Regions from separate parts of the Gadus morhua genome. Here region 2 is linked to region 1. The links are chromatin contacts, called in public Hi-C maps. All regions are on one chromosome and are shown on one strand. Each heading gives the region's core, a stretch centred on a gene start, on an enhancer-like site or on the middle of the called end of the contact. The rest is flanking DNA. Distances are from core to core; before and after follow the strand shown. Region 1 holds the start of ccnd2b (cyclin D2, b). Region 2 holds the start of ndufb2 (NADH:ubiquinone oxidoreductase subunit B2).

Evidence for each region. A called contact is a pair of places that touch in the nucleus more often than the background predicts.
Region 2: a contact with region 1 is called in a Hi-C map of gill, with 2.0 times the contacts expected there. The contact joins the promoter of ndufb2 here to the promoter of ccnd2b in region 1. A contact is called at or near these places in 2 of 6 Hi-C or Micro-C datasets (gill and spleen).

What each region holds. Positions count from the first base shown.
Region 1 is chr19:13,123,492-13,130,055 of gadMor3.0, forward strand. ccnd2b (cyclin D2, b) reads right to left here and starts at 2,253. Exons shown (of 10, transcript XM_030342162.1): 1 at 1,206-2,253; 2 at 1,106-1,204; 3 at 1,081-1,104. The coding sequence starts at 1,280.
Region 2 is chr19:13,281,122-13,288,563 of gadMor3.0, forward strand. It overlaps ndufb2 (NADH:ubiquinone oxidoreductase subunit B2), which reads left to right and starts at 1,721. Exons shown (of 4, transcript XM_030342188.1): 1 at 1,721-1,999; 2 at 2,177-2,321; 3 at 2,686-2,784; 4 at 3,462-3,547. The coding sequence starts at 1,914. The coding sequence ends at 2,760. kdm7aa (lysine (K)-specific demethylase 7Aa) reads right to left here. Exons shown (of 17, transcript XM_030342111.1): 16 at 7,181-7,442; 17 at 6,669-6,934. The coding sequence ends at 6,846.

The sequences.
Region 1 (6,564 bases), core at 1,003-3,502:
TCTGGGACCTAGGCCCACTAGGCCCAGGACCTAGGTCCACTAGGCCCTAGGCCTAGGTCCAAAGCCTGGATCAGGTCTGGGACCTAGGTCCACTAGGCGTGGGCCCACCAGACTGGGACCAGACGCATTAGGTTTGGGACCTAGACCCCACTAGGTCTGTGGATCAGGCCCGGGTCTAGACCCACTAGGTCCTAGTTCAGGCCCGGGACTTAGACCTAATAGGTCTAGTTCAGGCCCGGGACTTAGACCCAATAGGTCTAGTTCAGGCCCGGGACTTAGACCCAATAGGTCTAGTTCAGGCCCGGGACTTAGACCCAATAGGTCTAGTTCAGGCCCGGGACTTAGACCCAATAGGTCTGGACCCCCCGGGTACGGTCTGCTTGGGTCTGGCTGGTACTAGACTAAACGTTGACTTTATTTTCGGTCAAGACTTTGAACTAAAAAACATGCAATGAGCTACCATGTAGGAAGTGGTGCAACACCACCCCCGCACTCCTCCTCCACCACCTTTGAGGACTCAACGCTGCTAAATACTAGTTTGAACTAAATGCAAATAAACAAAAATAAACTACCAGCACATACTTTAAGGTTTAAGCACTTTAGGGACGCGACGGGTTTTTGCATGAAGTTCTGAACTACAGGCACCAGTTTCTGCCATGCATGTTGCTGCTTTTCAGGAATTCATAATAATTCATTAAAACCCCGGATATGTGCGCTGATTTCATGTAAATTAAGCCTAATCTCTTCGTGTTTAAGTGATTACGGCTCGAGGACAATTCCAACCGGTTTACTGTGAACTTTGTGCAAACACCCCACGACTCAATGCATTCGTGTCGTGGTGGAATTTCCTTGTCTCCCACGCCAGTGATGAGTCTCTCCATTCCACCTTAACATCTCAAGTCCAGCCTTAACATCTCCAGACCAGCCTTAACAGCTCCAGACCAGCCTTAACATCACCGCTCCCCTACATGTTATAGACTCAGGTTGGGAGGACGTGCAGAATGCTTCAACAGGTCGCCAGCAGTTCGCGGTGGTTCTAATTCCTGAAACAACAACCATTGAGCCCAGCAGCAGACCCACCTCGTGCATCCAGTCGGCCACCATTCCTCCTCATGTAGGGCTTGATGTCCTCCGGCACGACCTGGAAGTAGGAGGACTGCGGGAGGAAGCGTTCCTCCACCATCAGCAGGCTTTGCAGGACCCGGGTCATCGTAGAAGATGTTGGGGTCCGGCGGGGCCCGCACCACTTTGTCCGACTCGAGGCAGAGAAGGTGGTCCATCGCTCTTTGTCTGGCTCAATAATAATAATAATAATGCTAATAATAATAAGCAAACGAAATAAATATGACACACACACACTTATACAGACAGGCCTCGGGGACAGAGAGAGCACGAGGACAGCGGCCCGGGACGGAGCATGGGGAGAACGCAGCGCTGATGTCTCCTCCTCCGCCTCTCGTCTCCTCTGCGCTGCTCACTGAGCTGCTACTCAGAGAAGGAGGGTCGACCAATCAGCCGTAACGCCAGGATACCTAACGTCATCGCCGATTGGGTCGAGGCTGCGGACCAATGAACGGCCTGCAGCGGCGTTGGCTATTATGGCTCATATAATATGCTTGTTTACGTTTTATGTACGGGTTTTGTATTTGACCACCAAAGAAAACACGTCACCAGTACCGACCATCATATTCACTCAGATATCATTAATAAACATCGATATGTTTCGTGCCCTTCACCAAAACGATGCCTTTCAAATGATCACGAGCAGCACAACGCTCATGATAGCAGGCATGCTGAACAAGTCACTGCGCATAAAGAAGAAAACCTTTGAACACATGAAAAGCTTTTTTCCTTTGCTATCTTACACACTTTGAAGCATGAAATTATACAAGGAAACGACTGTTGGTGTAGTTTAAGCTGATCTCCAAAGTGCCTGAAGGTAAGGGGAAAAGAGCAGCTCAGATCATTCATGTAGTGATACAGGATCACAGCCAATAAACCTCTTCCAAGCCAAGGCTATTAGTGGAGAAGCGTGTACAAAGTGCACATCAATCTCCCAGAAACCTGCAGAGCAACACAGTTGATACAAACATCAGCCAGTAAATATGTCATTGAGCCTTAAAGCTGTTAAAGGTTAGACTAAGGCAGTACCCTCAGCCTGCTGGTTTGAGGCACGGTGAGAATATCTTTGTGGAGTCGACCTGTCACTGTACGAGACAGTTTTAGCGTATAGATCAGGGAAATCGATCTCGTCTGTCGACCACAGGTGTCAGAGACTCTCGTCACTGGTGGAGAGAACAAGGGAGGAGCAGAGAGGAAGGAGATGTCTCTCTCTGGTTGATTTCTTTCCTAAATCTTCTCTTCTGCTTTTTCTGTTCTCTCTTGACAACTGTATTAACCTGCAGCAGTTATTCAGGAGCCTATATTTCTGACATAAGTTAAGAGTTATCTCTGAAGGTCTTTGTAATGTTGGGTGCGGTCTTATCAACGGAGACAAACAGGTGTGAGCTGTAGGCCTACCGGTCTCCTCACAGTTGTGTTATTGTATTACAGAAGATGGGGGGGGGGGGTTGAGGTCAGGGCCCCCGGTAAAGGCTCCGTGGCTCGTTAGACATTCAGTCCACTCATGGTGTGCTTCCCCTGTCCCTGGCTCCTTCCTCTGGGGTCGGAGGGGGGGGGGGGAGGGGGGGGGATGTTCCATGAAGGATGTCCTGTGATGGCTCTCCCCGTCCTCCTAGAGGACCCCTCCTCCTCCTCGGTGTTTGTGGTTCTTTCCAGGATGCTGACGGTGCCGTCGTGCTCCTGTTGTCCGCACCATTCAGTCACGTAGCTGATGCACGTATCATCGACGCTTTGAGCGCAGACGACGTCCAGGGGGTTAGGGGTGTCTTGCTATAGCCTGCATATAGGTAAGGCCGTTAACATTTGGGGATTGAACCCCGGTCCTTTCAGCTAGTTTAACACCTGCCTAGCCAGTAGACTATCCTGTCCCCAACAATTGCAGTTCACCAAAACGAGAGCATCACAGAAATCCCATATACGTTACGCTTGCCTTCCCTCTCTCCTCCTTCCCTCTCTCCTCCTTCCCTCTCTCCTCCTTCCCTCTCTCCTCCTTCCCTCTCTCCTCCTTCCCTCTCTCCTCCTTCCCTCTTTCAACTCCTTCCCTCTCTCCTCCTTCCCTCTCTCCTCCTTCCTCTCTCCTCCTTCCCTCTCTCCTCCTTCCCTCTCTCCTCCTTCCCTCTCTCCTCCTTCCCTCTCTCCTCCTTCCCTCTCTCTCCTCCTTCCTTCTCTCTATTCCTTCCCTCTCTCTCCTCCTTCCCTCTCTTGCATCACTTCCCTCTCTCTCTCCTCCTTTCTCCTCTCTATTCCTTCCCTCTCTCTCTCCTCCCTTTGTCCTCGTTCATCTCGTTGCTTGGTGACCTTCACTCTGGTACACAACAGACCCTAAAGGAAGAGGCGTCCGCTGTCGCTCTGTAGCTCCACTCCCACTGCCGCCGCTGGGACCCTCGCTTCCCTCATCCTCACGGACGGAAGGGTGGCGGTCCGGGCTTTTTTAATGGCTTTGACTTTGATTGTTCAATGTCCCGTTTACTCCTGTGGTCTGGGGGGGGGGGGGGAGACCTTGGACCGTCGTGGAGGTTCCAGCTCTGCGTTTGTTCTTTTGTTAAGACGGCTCCACTCATCATGATCTCACTCGCTCTTAAGTTGTGATTAAAACGTCTTTGTGATTCGCCAAGCCGTCCATGTGACGCCACATTATTTTGATCAAAGAGGGATTGAACAGGAGAATACTGTATGTGGAAGAACAATCGACAGGATAATGTTAATCGTGTATTGTGTGGAGATGAGAATTGTTGGTGATGTCATTTTACTCATCAGCACATTGTGGGGTCCTGTGGTCACAAGAGCCTCCACACGGCATCCACGTTTTGGGGACCCCGGCTACAGTTCAGAGGTTAATTAAGGGGTCCCCTCTCTCTGATACCCCCCCTCCCGGGTTCATCCTGTCCGGTGAGGCTTTCTTTGTGTCACTATTTGTGGCGAGCTTCATTCTTCAGATCGACATGTGTCAAGACATGCATTAAGCAAAGTCGTTAAATGCTAATGCTCCGATCCACCCCCAGCTATTCACACAGGTATTTGATGGTAATTATAGATAGCAGCACGTGGTTCTGGTTTATGCACTTAAGGAAATGACTCCAACAATGAAGTCAGGCCATGCATCTGGAACATGAAAGTCCTGTTTACATTAACACTTTCTGATTGGCTTTGGTGTTTACCCCGAGAAAAAACCTTTTTCCTTGTTCCTTCAGAGTCGAAGCTGACTGGACCAGTTTAAGGGTTTCTTAGGGGAGAACCTGTTTCTGTTTGTCTGTATGTCTGTCCGTCCGTCTCTCACTCACTCATTAGATCATTGGGTCAAGACCCCACTTGGGACTGACGTACATCTGAGATCATGTGGGTGACTGCATGACTTAGAATAGGCTCATGAACTAATTGACGACACATCTTTGAGAGGTTTGGAGAGTGGTCGTAGGGATCCTGTGTTTCACACACAAACTGCCAAAGAACTGAGCTGGGAGCCAACTGGTCCCTACTGGCCGAAGCTGCTGGGGACCAGTGGGGCTCTGGGTCGGTTCAGAGAGACTCCCACACTCAACGCTGCATGGCCAAGAAGTTGGCAACGCAAAAAGGTTTTCGACCGGAAATACGATTCGACCCCCCCACACACACACCACACACCACCACGACACGCACGCACGCACGCACAGCACGCACGCACGCACGCACGCACTGCACGCACGCACGCACCGCCCGCACGCACGCAACGCACACAGCACAACCAGCACACACACACACACACACACCGATCACCGGGGGTCTGGACGGGGTGAGGGTGAGGGTCGGGGGGGGGGGGTTTGAGCTTCCCTTCTGTCCCTTTCCGTGCGCTAGGCTAGCCACCCGTAGCGCCATGTGTCGACTGCAACACATGCTGGCCGCTTCCCGCCTCCCCGAGGGACGGGGGACAGCAGCCCTGGGAAAACGTGGAGAGCGTGAAATCACCTTGATCCAAGATTCCTGCCGCATACCAGCGCGGACAGGGGCCCCTGAGATGGACTGCTGCTGCTACACAGAGAGAGAGACCAGACAGGAGGAGAGAGAGAGAGAGAGAGAGAGAGAGAGAGAGAGAGAGAGAGAGAGAGAGAGAGAGAGAGAGAGACATGTAGATAGAGCTGTAGAGAGAGATGGAGAGAGAGACATGTAGAGAGAGAGAGAGAGACAGAGAGAGAGAGAGAGAGAGACATAGAGAGGAGGAGAGAGAGAGAGAGAGAGAGAGAGATAGTAGAGAAAGGAGAGAGGGAGAGAGGGAGAGAGAGAGAGAGAGACAGAGAGGAGGAGGAGAGAGAGAGAGAGAGAGAGAGGGAGAGAGAGACATAGTAGAGAAGGAGAGGGATAGAGAGAGAGAGGAGGAGAGAGAGAAAGAGAGAGAGAGAGAGAGAGAGAGGGATAGAGAGAAGAGAAAGAGAGACATAGTAGAGAAGCAGAGAGGGAGAGAGAGAGACATAGTAGAGAAGGAATAGAGTGGAGAGAGAGAGAGAGAGAGAGAGAGAGAGAGAGCAGAGAGAGAGAAGAGAGACATAGAAGAGAAGGAGAGAGAGAGAAAGAGAAGAGAGAGAGAGAGAGACATGGAGAGAGAGAGAGAGAAGAGAGAGAGAGAGAGAGACATAGTAGAGAAGGAGAGAGAGTGAGAGACATAGAGAGAGAAGAGAGAAGAGAGAGACATAGTAGAGAAGGAGAGAGGGAGAGAGAGAGAGGGGAGTGAGAGAGAGACAGAGAGATGAGAAGAAGAGAGGGAGTGAAAGAGTGAGAGAGAGAGAGACACAGAGACATAGAGGAGGAGAGATGAAGCTAGGGCTGTGGGAGTCTAACTACAGACGGCGGGGGGGGGGGGTCCTGGGAGGTGGACTACAGGTGGCTGTCCTGGGTCTGACTACAGGTGGGGGGTCCTGGGGGTATGACTACAGGACAGAGTGGCACTAGTGTTGCTTCAGCCAAAGAGGCGAAACAGCCAATCCCAGCGTGGCCTCCCCATGTCGATCACATGTCTCTCTGCGTCGCTCACTCCCTCTTCCGGCTCTAATACACTCAAAACAAATGAAATGAAATCAATGTGCTGCTCCAGTCCTGAGCAGAAATTGTAAACCATTGGAAGGCGATTCACTGTTTTTGGTCCACAAACGTCTACTGTAGTAGTGCAAAGGATGTTGAGCTATATTCCTATGGTTTACAATTGTGGAAAAGCAAAGTAAATCTGGCAAATGACATCAGTGACGATTGTTATGGTGAAGCCACAAGAGACGGCATGGAGTCCATCAGGGCCTTTACTCCCTCCCTGTGTCTCTCTGTCCGAGCCCGCTGTACTGGCCTGAATGAAACCTCTCTCTGCATGTGTTGCTCATACCACGCTGGGCCTAGGGGGGTACACGGCCATGGGTTCTCAACCATCGCAAAGTAGGAAGTCTGACAAAGAGAGCAAGGACATACTTCTCCTTGTGGGGTAGG
Region 2 (7,442 bases), core at 471-2,970, 160 kb after region 1:
CCTTACACAAGAGCAGCATTCTCCTTTCTGAACCCAGCCTGTTTGAAGATAAGGTGGACCGTATCGAATCAAAGAAATAAAGATAGGAGAACACACAAACGGTTTCCTTGTAAACAGCTATTATCCTTTTTTTAATAGAAACAACAACAAAAACCTGTTTGGGGTTTAATAGTATTATACCAGAACATGAGGACAATAACAAACCTAAGTGTTGTGTGCGGGTAGATGTTCGTCCATTGTGTTTCAGTGTGACTTTGTTCGCCTTTCCTTGCATTCAACGATACTCTATGAGATAATTCGCCCGTCTTTCTCATCGACCCTCCCCCACTGCGAACACCGCAGCCCCTCGCGCACGCGCACACCGGACGTCGGGAGGCTCGCTCTTCCGGTTAGTCGTTCTGTTTTAACCAATTTAGACGGCGTGTGTAGATATGCAGGCGAACCCTTGTTACTCAACAACGTCGATCTCAAACGTTACGGAGTTCCGACGGTGCATCGAGACATATCGAGACATTTCAGGCCATTTAAGGCCCCTTTCCCCCCCAAAAAAAGGATTGGCGACGATCGGTTTTACACATTTCACTCTAACTTCTGTTGCCTAGTGGCGGTTTTGGCTGAAGGTCACTCGAGTGGTCAGGTTGGTTAAAAGAGGAGGATAAACAGCGGGACCTGAATCTCGTCGAGTGGCTAGGTAGAAGCGCACCGAGCGGGTGATTGTTTCAGAGCTGGTGCCCTGAGATGACATCATTGGGCTTATTTGGAGGCGGGAACTGAGCTGCGAGGGGAGAGGGGCGCGACCGGAGATCCGCTGGCTCAGACGCCATTAGGCAGCCACGTAGCACAGAAGCAAACCGTTCTTCTGCTAAAGACTTTTGTCGGGCAGTTAGGCATCGAACCAGGAAGTCATGGTCGTGGATTTAAATCTTTATTTATTGGAAATGAGAAGTGAGTGGTTGTTTTTCGACGTGTTTTAATGTTGCGCACTCAAAATAAGATGGCGCCCAAGTAGGGAGTTCTGTTCTCGCGCCACCGCTCATCTTTTGGCAGCAGGGGCGCGCATTGCGCGCAGTCCCGACAAAGGGATTGTTTTCATAAAGTACTGTTTTGCTGAAGGGACCAAAACCTCCATAAACTATGCAGATTTACATATTATGTGTTTAATACGAGATCATTCTTTATATGCATGCAGGACTCATGGCGCTTCTTGATGATTCTAAAGCAATACATCCATTCAGGCCTAAAATCTCCCCGGGACTTATCAGATGCTATCGTCCTAAAAATACGTCACCTGAGCGCATTCAATGTCGCGATGCTTTGTGTCCTGAACGTGAAGCGGCTCTGGCCCCACCTGGTGGCCGCGGCGGCTCTCACTGTCATAGCCTGGTGCTAATCCACAATTACACTGCGTTCAGATAAGATCCAAAGCGTGAAATTGTTACTTTATTGTCCTTTAATTGTTTCATCTTCAGAAAAGAACATCATGTTGATATCGGGTTTCACAATGCTAACACATTTTTGAGATGGATCCTTTTATTACGTACTTTTTTTTTCTCAGACAAATCAAAAACAGTTATTCCAGCTCAGTTATTCTTGTTCAAACGTTCCCCATTCTGGGCTTTTAATTGTATTCAGATTATTTAATTATGTTAACCATGAGTAATAGAGTGACTGTAATATAATAAAGAAGATTCAATATAAATTGACATATATTCGTCACATATTTCATCCAGGAACCCACAGCCAATCAGCGTTAGAGTAGGACTGTCCAATCACAGTCGGCGTTACTCAGCTCCAGCCCTCCAACTGCAGTGGACGATGTTAGTGAGTGGGGTCGTCTGTTGACAAGGGAAGGTGACATTAGGAGTTCATTTTACCAAACCATTCTAAACGGAGGGTTTCGTTTAGGTTAGAACATGTCTTCTCTTGGCAGCGCTTTGCGGCTCCTCCGGGCGGGGGCTAGCGCTCTGAGAAGTGGCCCTCAGAAGACCTTCTCCCGGAGGTGAGGACCGGAGCCAGGGCCTCAGATCGCACACTGAGTGGAGCTCCGAACCAAAAGATATATTAGGATTGGCCACTGTACACTCGAGGGGAACCCAGATGACATTAACTGTTTGATTCACTTTACTGGTCTTGAGGATCTTGTGTTACGATATTAACGGTGTTTGTTTTATTCTAGGGCCGGCGGGGGCCCCCACATAGTGCCGCAGTACCGGCAGTACCCCCAGGTCACTAAGAACCAGAAGCTCCAGGCTGAGATTCTGAGCAGTACGATGTGGTTCTGGATGCTCTGGCACTTCTGGCACAGCTCAGACGACGTTCTGGTGAGCAGGACACCTCTTCATGGTTCTGTAGAACTACTAGTACCTGGGGTTTTACATCGAGCTGATAGTCATCATCTTTACCCTGTTCTGTAGAACAAGTAGTCCTATAGCAGATAAGCCATACAGTACCGGGTGTAAATTTAGTAGTAGTACACAGTATTGTAAATGCATTGATGTGAATGTATTAAAATCCAGTGGCTGTGTTCTATCATAGGTAGGCGTGCGTTCAGGACAGCAGCCAGTCACAGCTGAAGGGTTCTGGGTTTAAACCCCATTGTCCTGTCTAATAGGTTTTATTAAGTTAGCCCAACGCCTACCTGCCTCTCAATCTGTGACATCACTGACCTCTGACCTTGTCCTCCAGGGTCACTTTGCGTGGCCGGACGCGTCCCAGTGGACTGACGAGGAGCTTGGCATCCCAGCAGACGATGAGGAATAGTTCTGAGAGATGGCACTCCGACAGGTTGGGAAACACAGAAAACCAGCGGTCCCTTGTGGCTGCACTCGCATGTTGGTTCTCAAATGATTCATTGCCTTAACCATTGAAGAGCTTATTGTAACCTTACCTCATGCATCAAATAATGTGTGAAGTTCCCCCCACAATACAAAAGGATAAGAAGTAATCCAACCATAAAGTAGTTTCTAATAAAACATCTACGAGGGGTTCGGTCGGTGTTGGAGGGATATTTCTGAAGTGGATGACATTGCGTTGGATTGACGTGGAGGTTGAGGGAGAGGGTCAAAGAGGGCACCGTGGTTACGGATGCAAGGCGATGCCTTCAGCTATTCCCCTTGTTGGCTGGTGGGTCGTGTAGTGACAAAGGGTGGGACAGCGGTGCGCTTGTATTCTAGGGACGTTGGCCTGGTCCATTGTCTGGCTATGCTACTTGTTACGTTGTTAACATTTTGTTGGTTCTTGGTAGGCCTGTACTAGCCGTAATAAACATTAGCATAACAAAGCGGACATTACTGCTCCAGCTGCACTCGTAGTAGTTTGGCTATCAAGGGCTAGAATGACTTAATAACATTTTAATTACCAGAGTTGAAAGGTTATAGAAACCCGCCCATTTCAGTAGTAAATACTCCCACCATAGTGTTTTCTATAAAAGTTTCATGTTTGATCCTTTGTTCTTTCTCCAGATCCCAGGGTTCGTCTGTCCAGCTAGATGTCATCCAGACAGACGAAAGCTTTGTTGTACATAATAAAGATTCCTCATGTATTCTCACCATGTTGTCCTGGCTTCTACTTATAGGACTCTAAGAAGCGGAATTCACGGTTAACTGAAGGCACCTTCACAGAACATGGCAAAATTATTTCCAAAATTTATTTACAGGCATTTTGTTTGAAATGCAGAAACAAATTCAACGCTTTACGTATCAGTGTCACAGTTAGCCAGTGTTTTTTATACTTCAAAAAAATCATAAATCATGAAAACAATTGCAAGAATTAGCACAGATCACAAAGGACACTAGATCTGTTTAAAAGCCAACAGCGACCAAGTCCTGAACATTAATTACCTTAAAAAAAACCCTGCCTGCGGGCTAGCTCTTGCCATTTAAATAAGTTGACATGCATTTTACGTGTAGTGTAAAGTCGAGACAAGGACTGAGAAGATACGATTTGATTTCATTCTTCACTATGCATGATTTAACCTTCATCTCGAGCAAAGCACCAGGCGGGTCACAGGTCACGTGCGTGGAGCCAAACTGACCAGGCGGTTCACCAGGTCAAATGCGTGGAGCCCACCTGAGCAGAGCGGTTCAGGTCTGAGGGGGAACTTGTGGTCTTAAAGCTACTAATGAAGATGTGGTCTTCAACGTTCGTATCTCATCTTGTCTTTACGCCAAAAGGGTTTTTAAAAAACGACCAGTACTTCAAATCGGGTGACGCGATTCTAAAGTTCGAAACCGTAAATGCAAAGCACAGCGAGTCAACTTTCACAAAATATTTCATTAAAAAAGTAACCAAAAAAAAAAGCGGGACTTTGCAGGGTGTTTACAGGGGAGAGGGACTGGTCTGCATCATGACGTGGCTGCTGGTTGTGTTCTTGGCACCATTCCCTGAGAGTGTCGAACTGCGCATCTCCAGCAACAAAATACACACACACGTCAACCACATGCACCAACGGAATCACTGAGAAATTAAATACTAATCGTACATCCCACTCGGGTTTCTTTCGCTGACAGCTTTGGACTGACCAAGGTTGCTCAGAGCTCACTTTTTGTGGAAAGAAAGAGTGGTACCTGTTAATAATATAAATATTAAGAATTGAGGCCACCGACACTGGAACCGGTAACAGGGATGAGCGGAGAATACTTTTTATAAAAATATTGGATATTCAGAACCATAATCAAACATCTCAACAATTAAAGAAAATTAGCTTTTTTTCCATGAATTATCAATAAAATGCCTTAACATAGTTATGACCTCCTCCTGCCCCTAAGTTTATCTGCTAATTGGTCACTTAAAATCGATGTACTGGAATCGGGATGATACGTAAAATGTGTAAACTAAAGTATCCGTGCATCCCTAGAAAACATTAAATAAAAAGGAAGCTGAACTCTGAGCTAGTGCACAACGTAAACATTTTGTAGACTCACAAAGCCAACAAGTCTAGCTGCAAAGGGGACAGGAACTCACATCACGAGGAGCCACAAGGACCCACTAGGGAGAAACTAGCCAGGGGTCAAGTCAAGGAACCAAGGATGGATGTCAAGGTGACGACTCGGTAGGAAAGACGCTACGTGGCTGTGACTGAAGGTAAAAACAAAACCACATTTACAATAATTATGCGTAGGCCTAGATACCAAAACATAAACAGAACCCTTTAAAACCCGCAGAATACCCCGTGGCTGACGGCTCAGAATAGAATAAAATCTCTTAAAATTAATAAATACATCATTCAGAATCAATAAAAAAATAACATTAAGAAAACCCCACATTACAGATAAAACCAAAAAGTAATAAATTAACCCGAACAGCATGCAAGTTGTTCAGCCAAATGCCAACATTTCAAGAGACTCTTTAAATGTTCCTACTCTAATTTCACTAGAGGCAGTGCTTTCAGCCCGTGAACTACATTACCCATAGTCCACCAGGGGGGAGGATCCACACCAGGGGGGAGGTTCCACAAAGCTCTGTACTAAGGGTCAACTGATTGATCCATTTGGGGACACTCTAGTGTTAATCACTCATATGGACCATGGATAATATCTGAAGTAGGGCCCGACCGATATTGATTTTTGAGTGCCGATGCCGATTATTTTTAGAGAAAAATTACGATTTAATCGGCCGATTAAAAACGAAACAAAAAAAAGCCTATAAAACGTAGTTTTTGATACCTTTAATATACTTTAAACACTTTTGACGAATATGTGAATTGAATGCAGAACCTTTGAGTGTTTTAGAATACATTTACAGTCAAAAATGAGTGTAATGTAAAATGTAAAATAAATAACTAACTCCCAATGTGCTGCGCTCGTGAGCAGTGACTAACACGTGCGTGCTGAGCAGTATGGTCTCACCGTTTAGTCTACAGTATAACAAATGAACATGGCCTGGGACCTAAAGAAAAACAGGCACAACATGCTCAAACAACGCGTCTTGTGTACATTGGTGAGGTGAGCGCGCTGCCTGAGCGAGCGTGCTTTCATGTTGTACGGTAAAATTCAATCTCCTCTTTTTTACTCCAGCTAAAGTTGTTAGTTAGCAAGGCGAGTATGAGCGCAATCTGCAGGATACTAAGCGCAATAACATTTCAAAAAAAAAAAAGAAAAATCGGTTGTAATCGGCGTCTTTTTGGCAATGTTGATTATTTTCAAAAAGGCTATAATCGGCCGATTAAATCGGCAGGCCGATGAATCGGTCGGGCCCTAATCTGAAGGGGCTTGAAAGATCTGCCTCTCTGTTCTCCCCATCAAAGTCTTTATTGCTGGTGTGATTGAGATAAAGGGATCTTGATTGGAGGAGCAGGAGGAGAGGTAAGAGGGGGAGCAAAACAAAAAGTACTAAACAATGAGCACCATCTTAAGATTTCGCTTCATCTCCGTCCTCAGCACCCTGGGTCAGCAGGGGTGGGGGCACAGAGGGACCCCAACCCCCCGAAAGAGGAACCCCCCCCCCCACCCCCCTCTATCGGCCGTCTCCCGTGGCAACAGCCGGTCCTCCATTCTCCTCCCAGCTTTGTGGATTTTTATTTTTTGCGTTTTTCTAATTTTGTGCTCAGAGTGAAGCCGTGCGATGCGGAACGCGTGAGTCCAATACCCTGTCTCCTAGGCGTGCACGTGAGCGTGCACAGGGGAGGTGCAGATCTTTGCCAGGCTGTTTGATTTATTAATTTTTTTGCCTTTCTTTGTGTTCTTTAAGATTTCGCTTCCACTGCACGACGTACGACTCCGGGGTACCAAAACGCACAAACCGAGACCCCGGGCCCGTCTGCTTGGGAGCCACACCGTCCCGCTCATTCACACCGTCAACACCCTCACACACGCTGGGCCGGGCCCCGGGGCCCGGGCCCCCCGGCGCTACACAAAGACGCGGCTGTGCCGGCTGATCTTCAGGATCTTGCTGAGGCGCTGCTTGGCCGTCGCCATGCCCTTCTTCGGCCGCTTGCCTGCAAGGAAACACAACATGAATATAGAGATGGTTCATTCATACTCACATCACACCGACGGCAGGCGTCCCACAGCGCCTCCTCTCAAAGGGACTTCATGGAGCCTGTTAAGGAGCGGGGGGGCATGCTGCTCCAGGTCTCAAGTGAGGAGGGGATGGAACCCAACACCCTACGACCCACAGTGCACGGCCGACGCAAGCAATACTGCCCGAGTAAGGATCAAAGTATGAAGGGGGTGGTCCGAACCTTTGGTGGCCTGGTTGCTGATGGGCGGGGGGTTGGGGGCGGGCCTCTTGGAGGGGTGCAGCGGGGGGGACATGGAGGGGTCACAGTACTGGTAGGTGTCCGTCTCCGGACCTCGGTGGTCCCAGGCCTCGCTGCTGCTGTTCCCCTGGCTGTCCATGGGGCTCTTCGCGTCGCCGTGGAGACGAGGGTGGAGGTGCGGCGGCCCCCCCGCCGGCGTCGGCATGGGGGGGCCCTCGGGCCCGGACCACCAGGGCTCCGGGGG